Regions from separate parts of the Sus scrofa genome. Here all the other regions are linked to region 2. Evidence: chromatin contacts called from public HiChIP or PLAC-seq data. All regions are on one chromosome and are shown on one strand. The core of a region is the stretch at or near the end of the contact, and the rest is flanking DNA. Distances in the headings are between cores, read along the strand shown. Region 1 overlaps RAD51B (DNA repair protein RAD51 homolog 2). Region 2 has its middle 62 kb from the start of ZFP36L1. Region 3 overlaps RAD51B (DNA repair protein RAD51 homolog 2).

The links. HiChIP or PLAC-seq counts read pairs in DNA pulled down with a chosen protein or histone mark.
Region 1: an H3K27ac HiChIP or PLAC-seq map of alveolar macrophages shows a contact between it and region 2. The contact joins two enhancer-like sites. A contact is called at or near these places in 1 of 47 Hi-C or Micro-C datasets (liver) and 1 of 2 datasets of contacts at active chromatin or transcription factors (alveolar macrophages).
Region 3: a contact with region 2 is called in an H3K27ac HiChIP or PLAC-seq map of alveolar macrophages. The contact joins two enhancer-like sites. A contact is called at or near these places in 1 of 47 Hi-C or Micro-C datasets (liver) and 1 of 2 datasets of contacts at active chromatin or transcription factors (alveolar macrophages).

What each region holds. Positions count from the first base shown.
Region 1 is chr7:91,985,453-91,988,909 of Sscrofa11.1, forward strand. The region is part of intron 8 of RAD51B (DNA repair protein RAD51 homolog 2); the gene reads left to right. Among named protein-coding and RNA genes, the nearest start is that of RAD51B, 390 kb to the left of the region's middle. Within about 2 kb of position 2,144, at least 15 of the 83 cell types and tissues checked have an H3K27ac peak or open chromatin away from gene starts, as enhancers often do. A contact at or near this core is called in alveolar macrophages, where this site is marked.
Region 2 is chr7:92,431,757-92,435,091 of Sscrofa11.1, forward strand. No RefSeq gene overlaps it. Among named protein-coding and RNA genes, the nearest start is that of ZFP36L1, 62 kb to the right of the region's middle. Within about 2 kb of position 1,360, at least 10 of the 83 cell types and tissues checked have an H3K27ac peak or open chromatin away from gene starts, as enhancers often do. A contact at or near this core is called in alveolar macrophages, where this site is marked.
Region 3 is chr7:91,943,277-91,946,539 of Sscrofa11.1, forward strand. The region is part of intron 8 of RAD51B (DNA repair protein RAD51 homolog 2); the gene reads left to right. Among named protein-coding and RNA genes, the nearest start is that of RAD51B, 350 kb to the left of the region's middle. Within about 2 kb of position 2,010, at least 43 of the 83 cell types and tissues checked have an H3K27ac peak or open chromatin away from gene starts, as enhancers often do. A contact at or near this core is called in alveolar macrophages, where this site is marked.

The DNA.
Region 1 (3,457 bases), core at 894-3,393, 450 kb before region 2:
GAGCCTATAATTGAAACTATGGAATTACCAGTGACCTTACCAATTTGTGGAGAACGCCCGAGGTACAGGAGGCATCTCATAGGGTATTTAACTTTTCAGAGACTAGGAAAGAGAGGAAACGGAAAGTGGATACAAGTTGGTTATTGGAACTTTCATGGAGCAGTAAGACAGTTAAAAGGTTCGGAGGAGACCGAGGCCAGGAATTAGTTTAGGCAGAGAAGAGGTTCGTTGAATCTGGTTTGGGGGGATGGCAGAGTATTGACTAAGATGTCAGAAACTTTGAGGATCCAAGGAACGTGGATGGCAGGACGTGAGAGAGCGCAGTTAGTTTTGTGTTTTAACTTCCTTTACCACTTCTCATCTGCCTTGGGTATTACTTTTCTCAAATTGAAACTGTGTGCTTGGAGGCCGAATACTGGGAAAAACATGGAATATGGGGTCTAAAGACTTTTATCTCTCTGAATCGTACCGTCCCAATAGCATATACTTATCACAGGGTTTGGTGTGAAAAAATGGGTTAATCTAGATCAAGTGTATTGTGTGGAATACTGGCCAAGCGACCAGATATCTTGGAATGAGTTGGATCATTTTGGATCTCAGCTTCCGATCCTGTATCCAGTTCCCTCTACTGATAGGGCTTCCTCTTACCCTGATGCCTGGAGTGAACAGACCCTTATGAACTAGACACCAGTGCTACCATTTTTTTTTTTTTTTAGGGCTGCACCCATGGCATATGGAAGTTTCCCAGGTTAGGAGTTAAATTGGAGCTACACCTGCCGGCCTACACCACAGCCATAGCAGCTTGAGATCTGAGCCATGTCTGCAGCCTACACCACAGCTTGTGGCAACACTGGATCCTTAACCCACTGAGCAAGACCAGTCCTTATGGATACTAGTCAGGTTCGTTAGCGCAGCGCCACGACAGGAACGCCCTACGATAACTTTTATCAGTGGTTAAAATGGACTTCTTAAACTGGAGCTGGAGGTAGGATTATAATGGCAGAGCTACTGTGTCTTTGGAACAGTAGCTCATTTGACCTTAGTAAACTTTGATCTCTTAAGACGGATCATTCATTTATGGCTAAGAACATCACACATACTTGTTAGGTCCCATAGTGAGTTTTTAGCAATAATTTCCTTGGGATCTGCCAGGTATCAGGTGCTGTGCCCGTGGCACAGAAGTGAATGAGACAATGGTGCTTGTTTTTAAGGTGTTCCCAGACTAGGGGGATGGACTGGTATGAAAAAATTAATTGCACAGTGTAAGATAGTAAATGCTATTCTATTGGTATGAATCAAGTAACCCAGAGAAGGAAAACGATTTGCTCTGGAAGATCAGGGAAGTGTTCACAGAGGAGGGAGTGGATGGCTAATGCTCTGAGGGATAAATATGACTGCTCAGCAAAATACGGATTATAAATACAGTGATGTTGGAATGCACAGTAAATGAGATGTCATGCCACCAAATGGGATAAGGTGTATGCACAGGGTTTGTAGATGGTGGAGAGATGTTCCCCTCCTGTTTATTCTTTATCTCTTCCCCAACTCATGAGGAATGAGGAAATCCTTGTCTAGCAAAGTGATCAATGTCTGCACTCTCGGAAATACATGTTAGAGACTTCCTTCTCTGGAAGCCCATGGCTTTTTGATCTGAGTGAAGTTATCAGAGGCCCTGTGGTGTAAATGAGCAGAGGACAGGCTCTAAAACAAACTTCTAACTCCACCACCTAAGAGCCGAGTGCCTTTTGACAAACAGCATATATTCCTGGTGACTTTGATATCTCTATGAAATAGAGTTAATCACAGCCCTGAATGCCCAAGATTTGTTGCCTCAAGTGCGCTAATAAATGTGAAGGCACTCTGTAAAGTGCTATGAAAATATGTAAATATTTCTATTTCATCAAGCCATCAGCAAACCGTTTATTTAGGTAGTTCTGGGTACTGTGCAGAGCTGCAGAGACAGAGGGCTCATCTTTTAGGAGTACAGAATCAGGGTTCCAAATCAGTTCCAAAGCAGGAGACCAGAGCCTTGAGTTCTCATTGAGTGCCCGCACCCCAAAAAGCAGACTTGTGAATCTGCCCCTGTAGGCTGCGTCCGAGGATCTGTGTGCCCTTTAGCTGTGTCAAAGGCAGCTCCGAAAGGGGAAGTATATTGTGCTCTCAGGAAAGACATTGCTTTTTTTTTTTGCTCTTTGGAAATGTTTGCTCTTTTGGTTTTGAGCTCTGAATGTGAACAATCCAGCTGATTCAGATCCCCAGAGTAGCCCTAATCATAGAAACCTTGTGACAACCACAAATATTAAAAACATACCTCAGTGTAGGCAACTACATAGGGCAAATACAAATGGTATCATAGGAACAAAAATCCCCCTATGCAAACCTAGAATGCCATTGCATCTAACATGAAGGAAATGATGACGGAACATGTTTACTGCTAGAACATTCCAAGGAGATAATTAGCCTTCTGGACAAAAGCAGTAGAAAGAGATTAACAAACGGCAATAATTTCCCTTGTTTATGGAAAGTAAAATTGGGGGATTAGATTAACATCACATTTTAAAATTTTAATTTACATACATTAAAGCATATAATTTGCTTGAGTTTTGGCAAATATGTAAACCCGATAACGACACTTCCATCACCCCCAAAATTCCCTCATGTTCCCTTGCAATCAGTCCCCTCCCCTGACCTCAGGTAAACCCTGTTTTGCCTTCTGAAACTCTAGTTTTGCTAAAGTTTAATTTTAATTTCTATTCTGCTGAGTAAGGATGGTATTTTGCAGAAATGACGATAGTCGAATACTGTCAAAATTTAGGATGAGAATCCTACCTCCTTTCAAAGGCGCAATTCCAGTAACTTCTCTGAGCCTCAGTTTCGTCTTATTAATAAGGACAATAACAGCTTTTCTCCACATCTCAGAAGGTTGCTATAAAAATCCAAAAAGAGGAGTTCCCGTCGTGGCTCAGCAGTAATGAACCTGACTAGTAACCATGAGGACTCGGATTCGATTCCTGGCCCAGCTCAGTAGGTTAAGGATCCAGCATTGCTGTGAGCTGTGGTGTAGGTTACAGATACGGCTTGGATCTCACGTTGCTGTGCCTGTGGTGTAGGCCAGGCAGCTGTAGCTCCAATTCAGCCCCTAGCCTGGGAACTTCCGTATACCACAGGTGTGGCCCTAAAGAGCAAAAAAAAAAAAAAAAAAATCCAAGGAAATAATAATAGATGAGAATTAAGTGTTTAAGGATTTGATGGACTATGTAGCAAAATATTAATGTTAATCAACAAGATAGCACTTCTAGATAGGAGCCATTTTAGAGAGGAATTTCCCTCCAGAGCTCCTGGAGTACCTGTACCTAGAGAAGAGTCCTCCCCATGGTTGTAGAGGAAATGCCTTTGACACAGTCGGCTCACGGGCCTAGTATTCAGACTCATGTTTCTGTGGTTGATAATAGAGGAT
Region 2 (3,335 bases), core at 110-2,609:
CCTTTTCACCATTCACACACGCAGCTGCATCTCTGGTTCCCCCTGTAAATCCTACTGACCCGGGGTCCCACACTACTACAGGTCCATCCTTCCTCTTAGTGTGGTAAGACTACATTTTCAGGAAGCTGTCGGGCAGAGTGAGGCAACTCGAGGCTCTGAAGAAGCATCTACGTGCCTTTTAGGGTCAGAGTTTAACCTCCTCCCCTCCCCAGGAATTTCCCAGCATGCAGACAGGCCTTGAGATTGCAGATGGAAGGGTGAGTCAAGCCAGGACTCAGCACCCTTGAGCCTGACCATGGCACCCCTCACGTCATCCCACATTCCCTCTCTGCGTCTGGTCCAAGTACATGGAGCCCCAAGCCCCTACACCTCAAGCTGTGCTCCCCAGCCCAGTATCACATGCCAAGCCAGAACTGACACTGGGCCCAAGGTCTCTGAGAGCTCAGCACTGCTTGCAGTCCTAAACCAGGACATCTCAGAGGTGGGCCCCATGCCACATAGCCCAGCGTCGACTGTGCATTGGACCATCTATATTCTTTTTTTTTTTTTTTTTTTTTTCAGTTTTCCTTAAGACAAACTGCTGGCCTTTGGGAGACTGGCCAGAGTTAAGGTGGAGCTTCAATGTGGCCATTTTCACAGCCCCAGCAAAACCCTTGGTTGGTGCCAAATTCTCGTCCAGTTGAATAGAATGGAGGAAAGCTGACCAACCCATCGGAATAATAATAGCTAATACTTAACAGAGTGATCACACATCAAGACTGCTCTAAATGTTTTCTGTGCATTAATTTGTCTTCATCTCACATGCTCATCCTCTACAGTAAGAGCTATTATTTTTCTATTTTATAGTTGAGGAAACCAGAGTAAGGTTGCAAACCTAACAATCCCAAGTGTCTCAACTACCGCCTCCCCAAGGGTGGAAGCCTAGAGGGTTTGCCCAGGGTCCCCTCCCACAACCCCATGTCCACACTGCAGCATCACCGGGCTTATGTGCTAAGAGAAGAAAGATGCAGGGGCCCCTCCAGAAGCTTAAGAGGTAGGCATGTGGTTTAATGGGGCAGATGTGGCTTAAGAGTCAAGACTCCCAGATTTCCATCTAGCTCGCCCTTCATCCACACGAATATTGCCAACTGTTCCAGCTCCTAAACTCCACCCCCTCCTTGGTCAGGCACGAGGTCTCCCTGACCTCCCAGGTCCCTTCATAGAATCCCCAGATTCTGTGAGGAATGGTGACAGGCAGCCCGAGTTGGCAGGAGGATGGACCAGACAAGGCAAGCCTGACCTGTCACCACTCAATCCACACATGAACCTTAGTGTGCACGTTTCAGTGTTTGGGGAACTATGTGTTCTTTTGAAATGTGTCTGTTTGGGTCATGAGTAAGTATTGGGGCAGAGGCAATGGGCTCCTTTTTCCAGTTAATGAAGTGAAGCTTTATGGAGGAAGATTTTCTTAGTCACATTTCCTGTTTCACACTGACCTTTAAAAAGGAAACCCACAAGTAAACCAGTGCCAAGGCCTGCTTATAAGATCTACCCACAGGTATAACAAAGATGAGCTAAATAAAGACCAGTGGGCCAAGCTTAACCTGAATCAGTGGAAATAGTAAGACACTAAGAGGGTCTGATGGGTGAGATAAAGGGGATGGTGGCGCTCAGTGAATTGCAAAAAAAAAAAAAAAAAAAAAAAAAAAAAAAAAAAAAAAAAGCAATGACATGTAAGAGGTTTCTCTTACATTTGACATGTGTTCAACAGGGATCCAGGCAGAGAGGCTGAGATAAAGGGGACGGTGGTGCTCTGTGAACTGCAAAAAAGACTTTGACACGTAAAAGATTTTTCTTGCATTTGAACACTCGTTCAACAGGGATCCAGGCAGAGAGGCAGAGAGAGACCATGTCACAATCTTGTCATTGTACTTAGGGCTTAGCCTCTTGTTATAAAACGGAGGCTCTAAAAATTAAGAAAGATGCTTGGAGTGATTTCAAAAGAAGGCATGGGAATTGCCTCTGTGGCGCAATGGAATTGGTGGTGACTTGGGGGTGCTGAGACGCAGGTTCGATCCCCAGCCCGGCACAGTGGGTTGAGGATCTGGCATTGCCGCAGCTGTAGCTTCAGTCACGACTGCGGCTCAGATCTGCTCCCTGGTCCAGGAACTCCATATGCCGCGGGGCGGCCAAAAAAGAAAAGAGGGAGGAAGGAAGGAAGGAAAGATGGAAGAGAAGGAATGATGGTGGGTGGTGGAATTCGTTATAGGAATCAAAATTATCCAGCCTGGTGAGAAAAGGACCAAGAGGTATCTCAGGAACTGGAAAGCTGGTGACATCTGGTGATTTGATGGATGATGGTTGAGGTGCATTTCTGCAACTGTGGCTACAGAATGAGAGGCCCACACAGGAGCATCTCGGAATGTTCAAGGATGTGTTGAAGGTGACCGAAGGGCGGAGTGGGTTCCCAAGGCCAGGGACGGCCCCACCTTCGTTCGCCAGGGGAGCTGGACCATCAGGGTTCAGAGCCTAAGAAGTCCTGTGAGATGAAGGCTACCAGCCACCATCGCTCAGTACGTCCACTCAAGGAAAATGCCGCAGCATAGAGTTTAGGTTTGGAAAGCTTTGTTTTGTTTTAAACAAGGAGGCCTGGAATTGGACTGAGGAGGGAAAGAAAAAAAAAATAAAAGTCAGGCAAAGGAAGCGGTGATAACATTAGCAAAAATGAGGCAGAAAATACGGGCAGGATGGACAGGCAATGATCCAGAGAGGACCTCAGAGCTAGTGGGGTCAGGGGCGGGGGTTGTTGTTGTCAAAAATGAAAAAGGACCTTTGGGGAGATAAGTAAACCAATTCATGGTCAGAAATAAAAACATAGGAAGGGATAAATAACATCTCACCCCTCTCTCATTCTCCCGTCTGTCCAGTTCTTATGTCCATATGGCCATCTTCATTTTCTTACGCATCCTTCCAGAATTTCTTTATGTAGTTATAAGAAAATAATTGCATGTAGTTGCTTTTTCCATTCTTTTTTTCCTGCACAAAAGTAGCATACTATCACACACATATATATAGTATTGTGCCCTGAGATTTTTTACCCAAAGAAGCATTCCAGAATCCTTACCCCATTGGTTGTCAGGGAGTTTCCTAATGTTTTGTTTTTTTGTTTTTGTTTTTTTTTGGGGGGGGGCATGGAATTGGGAGCGAGAGGACCCCGAGGTTTTGCTGACCACAATACCCACAAGTCTTCCCAGCAAGTTTCCATGTTTCTCTTCCATCCAACTCCACGCTTAAAACTCTCACCCAAACCCAGAGTTATCCTCAAATCCCCTTAAACCCTTCTGTCCACCCTAGGA
Region 3 (3,263 bases), core at 760-3,259, 490 kb before region 2:
CTGGACAGTGCTTCCTCTTCAGCTGGTCAGTCACTCTGTCTCCAGGAAGGTAACCAACAGGGCAGGTATCCCAGGTCCAGTGTGGGGCTTGCTAGACCTTTTTGGTTAGACAAGTCTTCAGCTGGGAGCCAGGATCAGAACCGTGTTGTACCTCTGTATCTTTGTATCCCCCACAGCTTTCTGGATTGCCTCATCTCTAAATTAATGACTTAACGTTTGATAGAATGATTGTTCGTGATCAGCTTCTGGTGCCATCATGGGCCAGGCTATAGCTTCATCTCTTATTAAAATTTCAGCTTTTTGACGAGGCTGAGGAAACTCAACTCACCTCTAGCCAGTCTCTGCATTCTGCCCCTGCTCTTCAGAACAAGTTCGCTTCTTTCAGCTGGGTAGACACAGAGAGCAGGCCTGTAGCCAGTTGAGAGGCTACAAAAAGCATCAAATTGTAGGGCAGTCTTATGCAGATGACTTTTTGATTCAATATAATGTGGGTTGTATTAGTTGAGAGTTTTTGATGTTAACAGAAGCTAACTCTCGCTACCTTAAAGGAAAAAAAAAAAAAACAAAAACCCCCAAGTTTTGAAGGGATATGGAATGGGTCATAGAATTGAAGGAAAAGTAGAGTGAATATATTTTCAGAGCAGGACAACTCTAGGAATCCAGGAAACAGGAACGAATAGATACCTCACAGTACTACTTCTGGAATGAATCCATTCCAGGAATTTTTTTACATCTTTATTGTTCAGCTAATTATTCGGAGTCCCAGGAGAGAATCTGATTGGCTGGCTTGGGTTATAAGCCTGTGCTTGCCTACAGGAATCACCTGCACCTGGAATGAGAGTCCCACCAGCACTGCCTACAACAAAGGTCACAAGAGTTCCCAAACCATGGTATTTCTACCAAAAGAAAGGGAGATTCAAAGGCAGCAGATGTCCACTACAGATCTGTGCAGGGGAGGAAAAGATTCAGGCTTACAGCCCAAGAAATGAACAGCCATGCAGGGGTTTCTGCGTCTTAGGATGTGCCCTGCAGATGCTTGTCCCAGCTCAGGAGTGCTCAGCTGTAATTGTCACGTCCTTTTGTCTCCAGCGTACTTTTAGAATTTAAACCAGTCATTAGCAAGGGGCATCACTGGTCATTGTAGTTGCCTGGAGCAACATGAATTTTAAAAAATTCTTTGTGATAAAAATCACCATCATCACTGTCGTCATCCCTTCTGGAAGGCCAAAATTAAGGCCAGTTATTAGAAGTAAACTGTCACAAGAACCTCCCGGTTAAGCGATTGTCTCACTTTTGAGTTGTGTCAATCCACAGGATTTGAGTCTTTGCGGGCTTTGATGAGAGTAACTCACTTCAAAAGGATCAGCAAGACAGAGATTTCTATTTCCATAGGCTGAGGGATTTCTAACAAGAAGCCATATTGTGGATAGTAGATTATAATAACAAAGGGGATTTTAAAATGCGGATGACACATTGACTTGGAATGTTTTCTCATCTGTATTTACTTACTCCTAAGTATGTTCCTTCGTGCGCTTTTTCTCAAGTGGATGGCCAGCTGTGGGCCACCTTTTTCTGCTCTCATGGCTCTATGCCCGCTTTCTTTCTTTCCTGAACCACTCTGCCTTCCTTCATCTAGTCTTGTGTTTTCTCTCTAAATCTTCTTTTCTCTTAACTCTATTTCATCTCTCCTTTCTTTTCCCTATTTGGTCTTACAGTTCATAGCTTTTTTTTTTTTTTTTTAAATGAAGTATAGTTGATTTACAGTGTTGTGTTCATTTCTGCTGTACAGCAGAGCTATTCAGTTACACACACACACACACACACACACACATTCTTTTAAAAATTCTTTTCCATTTCATAACTTCTATTCCTTTTCCTGAAATTCCTTTCTTTTCGCCTCCTCTAAATCAATGTTCTAGTGCCCTACTCCCAAGCTTCTTATCACTTCACGGTTAATCCCTAATGTGTTTACTGATCTGTGGGCCAAAAGGCAAAATCCCCAGGGCTCTCTCTCCATGCCAGCACGGTGAAAAGCAGCAGCTAGCATTGCTCAACAAATGCCTTGTGAACCATGACTCAAGGGATGAGAACTCTTTTGTCAGTGAAAGTTTACATGTATATGTCTGCATGTATAGCTAAGATGTATGACCGCATTCAGGCAGTTAGTTTGCTGAATGGGCAGACACTTGGAGTTTTCATTTTTCTGATAGGGAAGAGAATTAAACACCTTCGCCTAAATTTCTTTCTTAAGTTAATGGACGAGGTCCTGAGAAGTTACGTAAGGAAACCAGATGATATTAAAGAGAGAAACGGGGACAGGAGACCAGCAAGCAGTCAGGCATTAGTACATCCTGATCCTGCTGACACATTTTCGACAGCAGACACAAAGAACCTATTATGGGTGCGGTGATAGAACAGAAAGCAGAAGCAGGAAAGAGATGGCAATAAATGGGAATAAAATCCAAGCGATTGCTGTGTTTGACTGAAAGAAAGAAGAAAGAGGGAAGGGCGTACCAAACGTGGAAGGGCAAGAGAATGGAAGTAGAGACATACCAGTGGAGACAGATCAGAGATTCGAGACGCTTTTCTTGCCTCAATAAAACATTACACATTAAACAGCAAACAGGGAACATGTATTTATCCTACTCAGCCTCAGTGTCTGCAGGACTTTAAGGAATAAAAGCCCGACACTGTTAGAGTAGCATCTTTAAAAAAATGTCACTTCAGGAATCCAGTCCCCTATAAAAGATTTGGGAGAATGTGAGTCGCCCAAGTGAGAAGCAGTGGCAAGTGATACACATCTTAAGGAAAAGTGATTTCAAGTGGTATTGAGGGCTTCCCAGCTGTCAAAAAAAGAAGAGCAATAGGGTCCCATCCACCTTGCGTGCCGGGAAAGAGCAGACCCACCTAATGTTTGTCTAGTCCTGGGCCAGATGCTTTACATACCCTTCTAATTATAAGCCTCTCTGTACATAAAAGTGAAGCCAAGGGGCTGAGAATGCTACCCATTGGGAAGAAAAAGCAGAGGGAATTTGCGGAGCCAGTTCCTAAGGCTCAGGGGGAAATAACTTTGGTTTTGTCAAGTCAGAGCGAGCAGCCAAAGGCAGCAGCCATAGGAGCCTGTCTGAGGTAAATCACCCGGCGAGGTCTGTTCTGTCTTTATTGCAAGGTCAGGGACCATAGCCAGGCGGCCACATGGCTTCAACCGTGGAAATCCCCTAACTTTCCAACGGCTGCAGCCCCACAGCTCCGAGGTTTTACTC